Linked DNA regions of Zea mays: region 1 is linked to region 2. The links are chromatin contacts, called in public Hi-C maps. All regions are on one chromosome and are shown on one strand. The core of a region is the stretch at or near the end of the contact, and the rest is flanking DNA. Distances in the headings are between cores, read along the strand shown.

Evidence for each region. Hi-C and Micro-C count contacts between places; a contact is called where the count stands out from the background.
Region 1: a Hi-C map of ear shows a contact between it and region 2, with 2.5 times the contacts expected there. The contact joins the promoter of LOC100856944 here to the enhancer-like site in region 2. A contact is called at or near these places in 2 of 25 Hi-C or Micro-C datasets (ear and tassel).

Annotation. Positions count from the first base shown.
Region 1 is chr4:79,990,816-79,995,569 of Zm-B73-REFERENCE-NAM-5.0, reverse strand. LOC100856944 (MKI67 FHA domain-interacting nucleolar phosphoprotein-like) reads left to right here and starts at 2,668. Exons shown (of 9, transcript NM_001254830.1): 1 at 2,668-2,804; 2 at 2,915-3,039; 3 at 3,147-3,270; 4 at 3,377-3,432; 5 at 3,517-3,564; 6 at 3,641-3,738; 7 at 4,707-4,754. The coding sequence starts at 2,950.
Region 2 is chr4:79,834,710-79,840,202 of Zm-B73-REFERENCE-NAM-5.0, reverse strand. No RefSeq gene overlaps it. Among protein-coding and RNA genes, the nearest start is that of LOC103653429, 60 kb to the left of the region's middle. Within about 2 kb of position 2,137, at least 16 of the 20 cell types and tissues checked have an H3K27ac peak or open chromatin away from gene starts, as enhancers often do. A contact at or near this core is called in ear and tassel, where this site is marked.

The sequences.
Region 1 (4,754 bases), core at 1,419-3,918, 150 kb before region 2:
TCCTAGATGTGCCTTGAGAAAATACACAAGCCCAACATGACATGAAGCCGCACACAACATAGTGCTCTCGGATAGTACCACCTCGCTAGTTGAAGGTGGATGAGTGGTCAAGTTAACTATAAAGGGGGGGGCAGATCTTCTATTCGACTCATATCTTTCTCGGTCTTTTGACTAAGATAAAGTGCAAATCTTTAGTTTAATATGTGGTAGGTGTGCCATATGTCCACTTTAGTTTTAATTATTTCGTAGGGAGGGTCCACTTTATTTTTATATTTATTTTTCTGGGAGAGTCCATCACACTTGATTACCGTTGGGCCCCCACGTATCGTACAACCATTACACAATACCATCAAATATGATTAATATGCCGTCGGAATGCACAGACATTCTACTAATACACCTTTAAGCCTCTACTATTGAACCACAAGTAATGGAGCACTCCCCTTTCTCTCTATATATATTATTAGGCTACCTCTGGCAGCTATTCTATCCCTTTCTTATCTCATTCCCTATTTCAAATTTCACTCTATAAATAATATAATCTACAATACAAATCTTCTATTTTATATGATCCGTTGTGGACAACCTTAAGACCAATTCCAGCAGCCTCCGTATGTGGCCGTGTATCCCTATTTTACATGATGTAAGTTATTGTTCAGCGATCTAGCAGACTCCGTATAAGGCTGTGTAAAATGCGTGCCGCAGGTTCAGGCTCCCCATCCCTCCGGTGTCTCTTCCCTCCACGCAAAGAATTATGAGGATGTGGAGTGGGATATAGGGCTCGACAAAATATTCGTGGCTCGTGAGCTCGTTCGACTCGGATCATTTCAATTTTGTCACGAGTTGAGCTAACATCTCAGCTCGGTTCGTTAACGAGCCAGCTCGACACGAGCTCGAGCTAGCTCGTTATCTCGAATGAGCTAGCATTTATCAGCAAAACAAAGCCTATACTTGTATTGGATTAATTAATAAGGAATAAATTATGTTAATTTAGGGTTTAAATGGTGTGATATATGGAATTATGAGTATTATTAATCTTTTATAGTGCTAAATTACTATGAAATTAACTAGTAATTAATTATATTGTTGTATATATATACATGTACATTATTTTTTGTTGTGGCTCGCGAGCTAAACGAGCCAGCTCGAACTCGCAAACGAGCCGAGCTGGTTCTCTGGCTCGATTGCTTAACGAGTCGAGCCAAGCCAGCTCAAGCTCGATCGAGCCGAGATGGCTTGATATCTACCCCTAGTGGTAGGGTTGGAAACGGGCCGAGCCAAGCTCGCTCGACGCGGCTCGATTACTAAACAGGCTCGGCTCGACTCGGCTTGTCCACTTGGCGAGCTAGAGAAAGAGGTTTGACTCGTCTCGCGAGCCATTTCCTCATACTTATTATTGCATTATTTAGTGAATTAACATTATAAAAATTCAAAATATGGAACCGTCATTCAACATTATAAGTAATTTAAATTATAATTGTAATATATTCATCATCAAAGACTAAAAACGAGTTATTATTCATAAAATTATCTAATATTTATCATTATTCTATAAATTGGTTAATTTGACATAGCTCGCGAGCCGCCTCGTGAGCTGGAATGAGCCAGCTCGGCTTGGCTCGCTACAAAAGTGAGCTCGCAAAAATGGGCTCGGCTCGTTCGAGCTGGCTCGCGAGACTCGAGCTTATTTTCCAACCCTATCTAGTGGGATACAGAGTCTGCTAGAAACGGGATGGATGCACAATCTCGTTGTATATTGTTGGCCGTGCTAAATAAGGATAGAGTGAGGGAGTCTCCTGGAGGTAGTCTAAGGAGAAAAAAGAATGTGAAAGGTGAGAAAACATATGGGAAGGAAGCGAGAAGAAAAATAGTCCAGAACTGATTGGATTGAGACGAAATGTCTATCTAGACAAAGTGTTTGTCCATATTTGAAGGTAAAATTGTAATAATTTAGACAGGAGGAGTATATTTAATTATCAAAATCAGACCCTCTTTGATACATCTCTTCGATGACAATGACTAATATGCAAGCAGTCATTAGATGCAAGCGTGTAAGCAGTCCTCTTGGTTCGTTAGATTTAGATCCAACCGTATGTATAATCGTGGCTTGTTAGAAACTTTTTATAAAGCTACACGAGGTGGTGGTGTGATGATTTAAATGTTAAGTATAGCATACAGTTAGATCTAGATCTAACGGATCAAGAGAGCTGCTTACACGTTTGCACATAATATCTGCTTTCATATTAGTCGGTCCCCTCTTCGATATCATCTTAAAAAATTTACCAAATAGATGGCTCCTCTACTAGCTACTTCCTAAAAGGAAAGAACTGTCTTCCGAAATCGAGCTAAATTAGAAGGCCAAAAAAAGGCTTATCTGTCTCTCTCCCGTTCTCTCCTTTCCGGTAGCTAGGAAGAAATGTGTCTCTAACTAAATGGAGTGTTTCTTCTTCAAATAAAGAGGAAAGGTTGTTTTAATCTTTCCTTGTCTCGCTAGTTTGAAGAGTCGCGAAAGGTCCAACTTAACCACAACCAACTAGACCCAAGGACCGCATATCCTGTAAATGTACTATAAAATAAGCAAGCGGCCCATAAGTCTTTCTAATTTTGGGCCGCGGCCCAAGACATCCGCCGCAGGTCCATCAATACTACCCTCGCACCGGAATGCCCAAACCCTAACCCCTCCTTCGTTTGCCCATCCTCGTGACGGCTCCTCGCCAGTCGCCTCGTCTCTCCCTGCCGCGTCGCCTCCAGTTCCGCCTCCGCCGCGCCTCCCGCCTCCGCCGCGCCTGACGAACGCAGTATAGGTACGGGAAGCCCACCGAATCTCTCAGTTCCATTTGACCCTCCTTGAGGTCCTCCCGCGTTGGTCTGATTGCCACCCTCGCTGACTCTCGCGAACGGCGGCGTCCCGCAGGACTGTGCAGGTAGAGAGGAGGAGGGTCCGGCGAGATGGGGATGCGAGATAAGAAGCGGAACCAGAAGCGAGTGCTCGCGCGCCGTACCGCGGCACCGCGCCCAGGCGAGGGCAAGGATTTCCTGGTGCGTGGTTCTCACACACCATTCCTGGGTTTCCGTGAGATTGGAAAAATAGGTCCATTTTTTGTGCTAATCCTTGGTGGTGTTGTTGCGTCTTGCGCTTGGTGCAGCCGCTGGAAGGAGGCCCCGGTAAGAAGCATCTGAAGGTGCAGCAGCCTGAAGAGCCCGAAAACACAGCCACAATCGTCTACATTGGGCATATCCCCCATGGTTTCTACGAGGACGAGATGAAAGGTATGTTTCCTTCCATTGGTGGTGAAATATTAATGCGACATTAAAGTGCTGGATGCACGAGTCATTGTGCTAAGGCACTCTTTTGTTGCTGCTGCTATTGTTGCAGGGTTCTTTAAGCAGTTTGGGGATATTAAGAGGCTTAGGATCGCTCGTAACCGCAAGGTATGTTTAGAATGGCACATGCCATGATTTCTGTGCTATTTTTTTTTGGTGAGCCCATAACTTATGGTTTCATGATATTTTCAGACAGGAAAGTCCAAGCACTATGGATTCATTGAGTTTGAGAACCCTGCTGTAAGAACCTTATTTCATATCTAATTGCAGCAAATGTATGCTATTTGCTGGTTGCTAATGTGCTTTGGTGTAACAGGTGGCAAAGGTCGTAGCAGATGAGATGAATAACTATCTCTTGTTTGAGCGCACCTTGCAAGTTGCACTTGTTGAGCCAGAGAAAGTTCATCCTAAATTGTAAGGCTCTCTAAGTGCCTATTAGATTTGACTACTATATTCTGTTTGTTTTTGCGCTTATCCTTATAATATGGGAGAAGTAGAATTGATTTTCCATGTAGTCTGGGTTTTAATTATTCAGATAAGCTTGTGGTGTGAGAAGACATGGGCACAAATGCATTTGATGTGACATTGGTTATCAGAAGTGACTTTTAGCTTTTCAAAAAGCACATATATCTGTTGAAATTAAAACGTAACATGGACTTCTGAAACAAATACTAAAACATTTAGTTGGTTGAGATGATAATAACCAGTGTTAATATTTTTGTGTTAACAAAAAATACGGCTTGAATTTCTTACACTTTGCATGTATGACTTTGTGCACCAATCAACTAGGTGCCTGAGTTGTCAAGTCGACGTTATGTACTTGCATTGGATGGGTGTATATGTTTGTCTTGGATGATGGGACTGCAACTTCAAATAAAAAACTAGAGCTTAGGGAATAAAGTTTTAGATGAGGACATAATCTGACATTTTAAGGAAGTGTTCTGGTATCCTTGTTCTTTTTATGTGCTTGCTTGATATGGAACCTAGCACTTTAGCTGTAGTCTGTACAGAAATATAGTTGCATATCTATTTAAACTTTGTTGATGTACTTGCTCTGATCACAAATATAAGTTCATCGAGGGTTGTCTCAACTTAATTTTTTAATGTTCGACTCCCAATATCTAAAATTTTATATATTTAGCACTAGGTTTGTATTACCATATTCATTACGAAAATATTTCTCATTTAATAAGACTATTTTATAAGATATTGATAATCAAAGTGTCATTGGATTGTAGCCCTGATGACTGTTGTCCAAAACTTAATGGATTTATATTTGTGATCTGAGGAAGTAGCTCAGAGTTGTGCATGCTGTCTGTTTCTTTGTTTTTGTCTAGACTTTAAAATTGGATTGAAATGCTTTTGGCCTCAATTTTGTACAGATGGAAAGGGGTGCGAAGGGGATTTATACCTGTTGATCGAGTAGCAAT
Region 2 (5,493 bases), core at 888-3,387:
CTACTTACAAGATCTAGGATTCAATACAAGACACACCAAAGAGATCAAATCCTCTCCCAATTCCACACAAAGCTTTAGTGATTAGTGAGAGAGATTTGTTGTGTTCATTTGATCTCTTGCGCTTGGATTGCTTCTTTTTCTCATTCTTTTTTGCAATCAACTCAATTGTAACCGAGGCAAGAGACACCAATTGTGTGGTGGTCCTTGCGGGGAAGTTTGGTTCCCGTTTGATTGAGAAGAGAAGCTCACTCGGTCCGAGGGACCGTTTAAGAGAGGGAAAGGGTTGAAAGAGACCCGGTCTTTGTGACCACCTCAACGGGGAGTAGGTTTGCAAGAACCGAACCTCGGTAAAACAAATCATCGTGTCTCGCTCTTTATTCGCTCACGATTTGTTTTGTGCCCTCTCTCTCGGACTCGCTTACATTTCTAACGCTAACCCGGCTTGTAGTTGTGATTAAGTTTGTAAATTTCAGATTCGCCCTATTCACCCCCCCCCCCCTCTAGGCGACTTTCAATCTCCATACCCAAAACCACATAAAGCAATAGCAGGTACTACCCAAAAATTCAGTGGTAAACAAGGTATAAAGGTAGCCAAACTAGGGTAACCTATTGGGTCCCATCAAAATTAACCTATGCAGATCATAATGATTAAAAGGAACATTATTGAGTAAATAGAAGTGATCAAGGGCATAACTTGCCTTCAACGAGCTCCTGCTCAGCAGTCTCTACCTGTTGAACATCTGGATCCTCTGTGGCTTGCTCGTCTACTTGCAACAATATAGAAAACATGGTATAGCAGAAATTAACATCACACCAAACAACAGATTAGAATGCATGATAATATTCTACGCGTTGTAACGAGATCGTAGGAACAAGAATCACTAAATTCGGAGTTACGGTTATCGAGCTATGAATTTATGAAGTTATTAAGTGCCTAGTAATTCAAGTGATTAATTTTAATCCAAGTTTCATGGATAAACAAAGTTACTAGGTGATATAGACAATAGTAAAACAAAATTAATGCAACTGGAATGGATTAAAAAGGAGTTAAAATGGAATTTCTATGAATTAAACAAATCCTAGAATTATTTTTATATTAAAAATCATTTTCTATAATTGATTTATAACCAAACAGAGCTCTCTGTCTACACTTCTAATTCCTGAAGATGCCAGGGGTCACAGTGTTAAAAACATGACTCTTCTTTGATGATCTTAAACCTAACCTGGACTGCGGGTTGATATAGGTAACGGTTAGGGGTTCTTTTATAAATCTGCATACGCGAAGGGGTATGGTGGGCTTCTTGACTGTCTGATCAAAACGAATGGCTACGATTAAATCCCTGCCGCCTGAACCGTTACGCATCCGAGACCGTCCGATCTGAATCCCACAGATTTAGTTCTACGTAAACGTGATAGTTCCCTGGCCCTACGATCCTGATCGTGCGGCATCCCTCAAACGCAAGCCGTCTAGGACATGAGATGTAATCTCACCCCTAGGTTTAAGATCCCACAACTGAGGTTCATCCCCTACCTCGACGACGTAAGACGGCGGCGCCGCTGGTCAACCACGGCGGTAGTTCCGCCGGTGCGCGACAACCAAGTGAAATAGTGCTCTATCCGACCCCCTGAACGGCGCTACGCATGGAGAAGAAGATAGCGGAGGTGACGGGATACTACTCACTGGCGGTCAAGCGATGAAGAAGTCCGTCCACTCGAAAGTGCGGCTCGACGGTGAAGTAATTGCTCCGACGAGCAATTTCAATGGTGGTGATGCCTCCGCCGCGCGCAATCCACCCGGAATGATCCCCGGCCCCCAGACACCACACCCGAGAGACTCACCAAGGCCCAAATTCTAGCAATTTTGTGGAGCGCCGGCGGCCACCTCACCCAATTGTGCTCGGCGCAAATGGTGAGTATGGGGTTAGCTTCATGAGAAGGAAGGACGGCACTGTTTTAATGAGGAGCAGGGGTGTGGCACCGGGTCATACGCGTGCGGTTCGGGGAGTCCGGCCTTCCGTAGCTCGCGACAGTAATGACTTCTGTTACGCGCGAGCAATTTCCGTGGAGAAGAAGGTCCTGACCGGCCGAGCCCATGCGTCAGGGAGAAACGGTGAGTGCACGAGGAAATGGCCGACTGGCAAGCAGGCCCCGCGAACCAGTGGAAGGATGAGGAGAAGCGAGAGAGAGAGAGAGAGGTTGCCCGGTAGGGCCCTTTTGTCGGCGCATGGCGGAAAGAGGGAGTTTGTGCCGCGCGTGTGGGAGAATAGTAAGGTGGGCCGAGCAGGGGATTAGGCCCAGCGCAAGTTCTTTCTTTTCTTTTTTTATTCTTTTCTTTTTTTATTCTTTTCTTCTTATTTTGAACTTCAACTTGAATTTCAAATATTGTGGCGAATTTGTACTAAATTTTGAATGTATGATTTGAGTCATGCCATGATGGGATAAATTTATTTATTTATAAATTTATTTTATATTGACTAGTGTTTCTTTCTTTCCTTTTCTATTTCTCAATTTCCTAATTTTAATTTGGGGTCCAATTCAAAATTCTCAACTCATTATTATATTTTTATCAATATTATTGTTATTATTATTAAATGTACAAGCAAACAAAACTCCAACATAATGCACATTTTATTGAAGTATTATTTACTTTAAATATGTTTCCTAATAGTTCTTATGAATGAGAAGGCATTACACATAAAATTTTATTCCTCTCTTTATTTCCAAAGTTGGGTATTACAGCAGCGCTGCGCGCAGGCGAGGCCACATCGGCGACGGTCGCATCCAACGCTGCGCGCGCCTGCTGGACAGCAGCAGCCGCGGCGGCGGCCGGGTGGGCCATGGTACGAGCCGGATCCTCGGGGAAGGGGGAAGAGGGCGGGGCCGCCATGGCACCCCCGGCGGCGGCCAACGGCGCAGGGAGCGGCCGCAGGCGGGGAGGAGGCGGCTGGCGCAGGGGCGGGCAGTCGGCCGGCGCATGGGAAGGTGGGAGGGTGGCCGGCTGCTGAGAGAAGGAGTGCGGCCGACGGATGGGAGAAGGGGAGCGAGCAATGACTGTTGGGGAGAGGGCAGCGATGGTTGAAAAAAAAATATCGTGACCTAGCTCTATACCATGTGGGAAACCCTAACTTTTTAGTGGGGTTAGGTATTGTATTAATATACTCGGTAGTTGAGCCAGACCCATTACAGTAGGGGCGAGAGGGTAAATACAGAGTAGACAATCAAAACCCCAACGAGTACTCTAACACTATTCAATTTAAATAATAATAGGATTTTAGCCCCTTTGATCCCCTTCTCCCGAACACGTCCTTTAGTCTTGTTGGGTTGCGCGGGAATTGGATGGGATTGAGGGAGATTAAATCTCCTTGAATCCTCTTAATCCACCCTTAACCGAACAAACCCTTAAGACCATGTCCAACAGTTCACCTATATGGTCATCAAAAACACTGTTTTGCATTGTAGACTACACTGTTCGCAGAGTGTACCTTAAATATAAGTATGAGAATGCATAAGCTGCTGAAGATAGACTAATGACTTATTCTGTTAGGATTATGAGGGAATTAAAACAGATTTGGCGGAGATTAAATCCTTTTATATTGAAAATTGAATATAATGAGATTTAATCTTTCAATACTCTCCGATCCACTTGCAAATGAACAAGGACTAAAGGGATCCGTATCTCTGCCTAGGGCTGGCTATGATAAAGTTTGCCATACACGGTAGCTGTCGCATATTAGAAAACGAACAAGAGGTTATTTATTTGATTAACCACGCTTTTTAGGAAGGAGATTAATGGAGAGATTTTTTTGCCGCCAAAGCACGCAACACACCTGCGTGTAATTGTCGCAAAAAAACACAACGTCTAAACAATTTTTTTACAAATACTTGACGCTTGAATATACTGATAATTCAGATTAATACCATGAGAAAATTCAAAAATTCAATTAGTTAGAATGATCGATGCTCAGCTCTGTGCTATATTATTCCTAAATATAAGGAGCAATTTTTCTCAGTACAAGCTACCACCATTGTAGTACTAATTGCTTCCTAGGACTAGGAGTAGTTGCTTAAAGGTGAAACGACTCTGTACTGAATTGGCAATCTGAATACCCCTGGAAATAAAGAAATTGAGGTAAGAAAAGAACAAGATGTTGGAGAGCAAAATGACCCTGCGGACGTTCCGCGGTACGGACGGTCCGCACTGGTGTGCGGACAGTCCGCGCGCGCAGAGTTAGTTAGAGTTACGAGTTTCTTGTACAATTGTTGGCTAGATTCGCAGAATTAACTCGGTAAATTTGTTTGTAACGGGTCCAGCCCACTCCTCTATAAATACAAAGAAATACAACCGATTAATCATCAACAATCGAATCAATAATCAGTTTATCTCTCATTTTTACCTTAGGCATTAAGAGTAGTTCTAGTTTAGTCTTCCAATCCCCAAATTCTCCGCTTCTCTTCAGCTCTACGTCGATTAGAGGTGTCTAGGTCGGCTTGCCGAGCCTATACAACACCTAGGATCTCTCCTCCCCGACGGGGTCCCTCCCGGGAGCGAGATTCAGGCGCCGCCGACGAACCTCGCCACCCCTACGCACAGGCGGACCGTCCGGCCTATAGGCACAGACCGCCCGGCTCGTCGGGCAGGGAACACGAGCCGTGCTCAAGGTCGCGGACCGTCCGGCCCCTGGCCGCGGACCGTCCGCGCCTGTGCAGAGAGCACCGCTGCCGATTTTCCCTCATAGTGATTGGCGCCCAGTTCGGCGCCAACACACTTTTTGGCGACTTCGCTGGGGACATTTCATATAGACCTATGAAGATCGACCCTCAATGGCCGGTTCAAAGGATAACTCTGAAGTTTCCGCTAGCAATATCATAGAGCCGACTTGGGAAACCTTGTCTGCTGACGAACAGTTCCAGTTCGAGGAGCACAAGGAGCAGCTGATCTAAGAAGCAAAGGCAAAATTCCTGGCCAACTTCAAGGTGGATAGGAACAACAAGGTCGTTCGACAACGGGCGACTGATCTAGCTTTGCTCTGATCCACAATGGATACCCCCAATGTAAGAAATAAACATTTTTAGCTATACGTACAATTTCTATTTAGAAAGGAAAGGATAAAACCCAAAGGACTATTATTAGTAATAAAGAGAATAATTAATAATTATTTTTTGTAAAGTTTGTTAAGACATTTTATCTACATTATACTAGATAAATTAGCGTCATAGTCACCTACCCATATTTTCACCAATGATAAATCGAAATGGAAGGTATAATGGATTAATTAATATTTATGCTTTAGACATATTTATGAGTATAGTTGTGTGATGTATGAATGTGTATGTAATGGTGAATGATTACCCATGTAATGGTGTATGTTTATTAATTTATTTGGCGTACGTATTCTTTTGTATGTATGATACGGAAATCGATGCTAGAAGTTGACTATGAGGTAGACGAACCAAACTCGTTCGAGGACGACCCACAGGACACTTTCGTGCAAG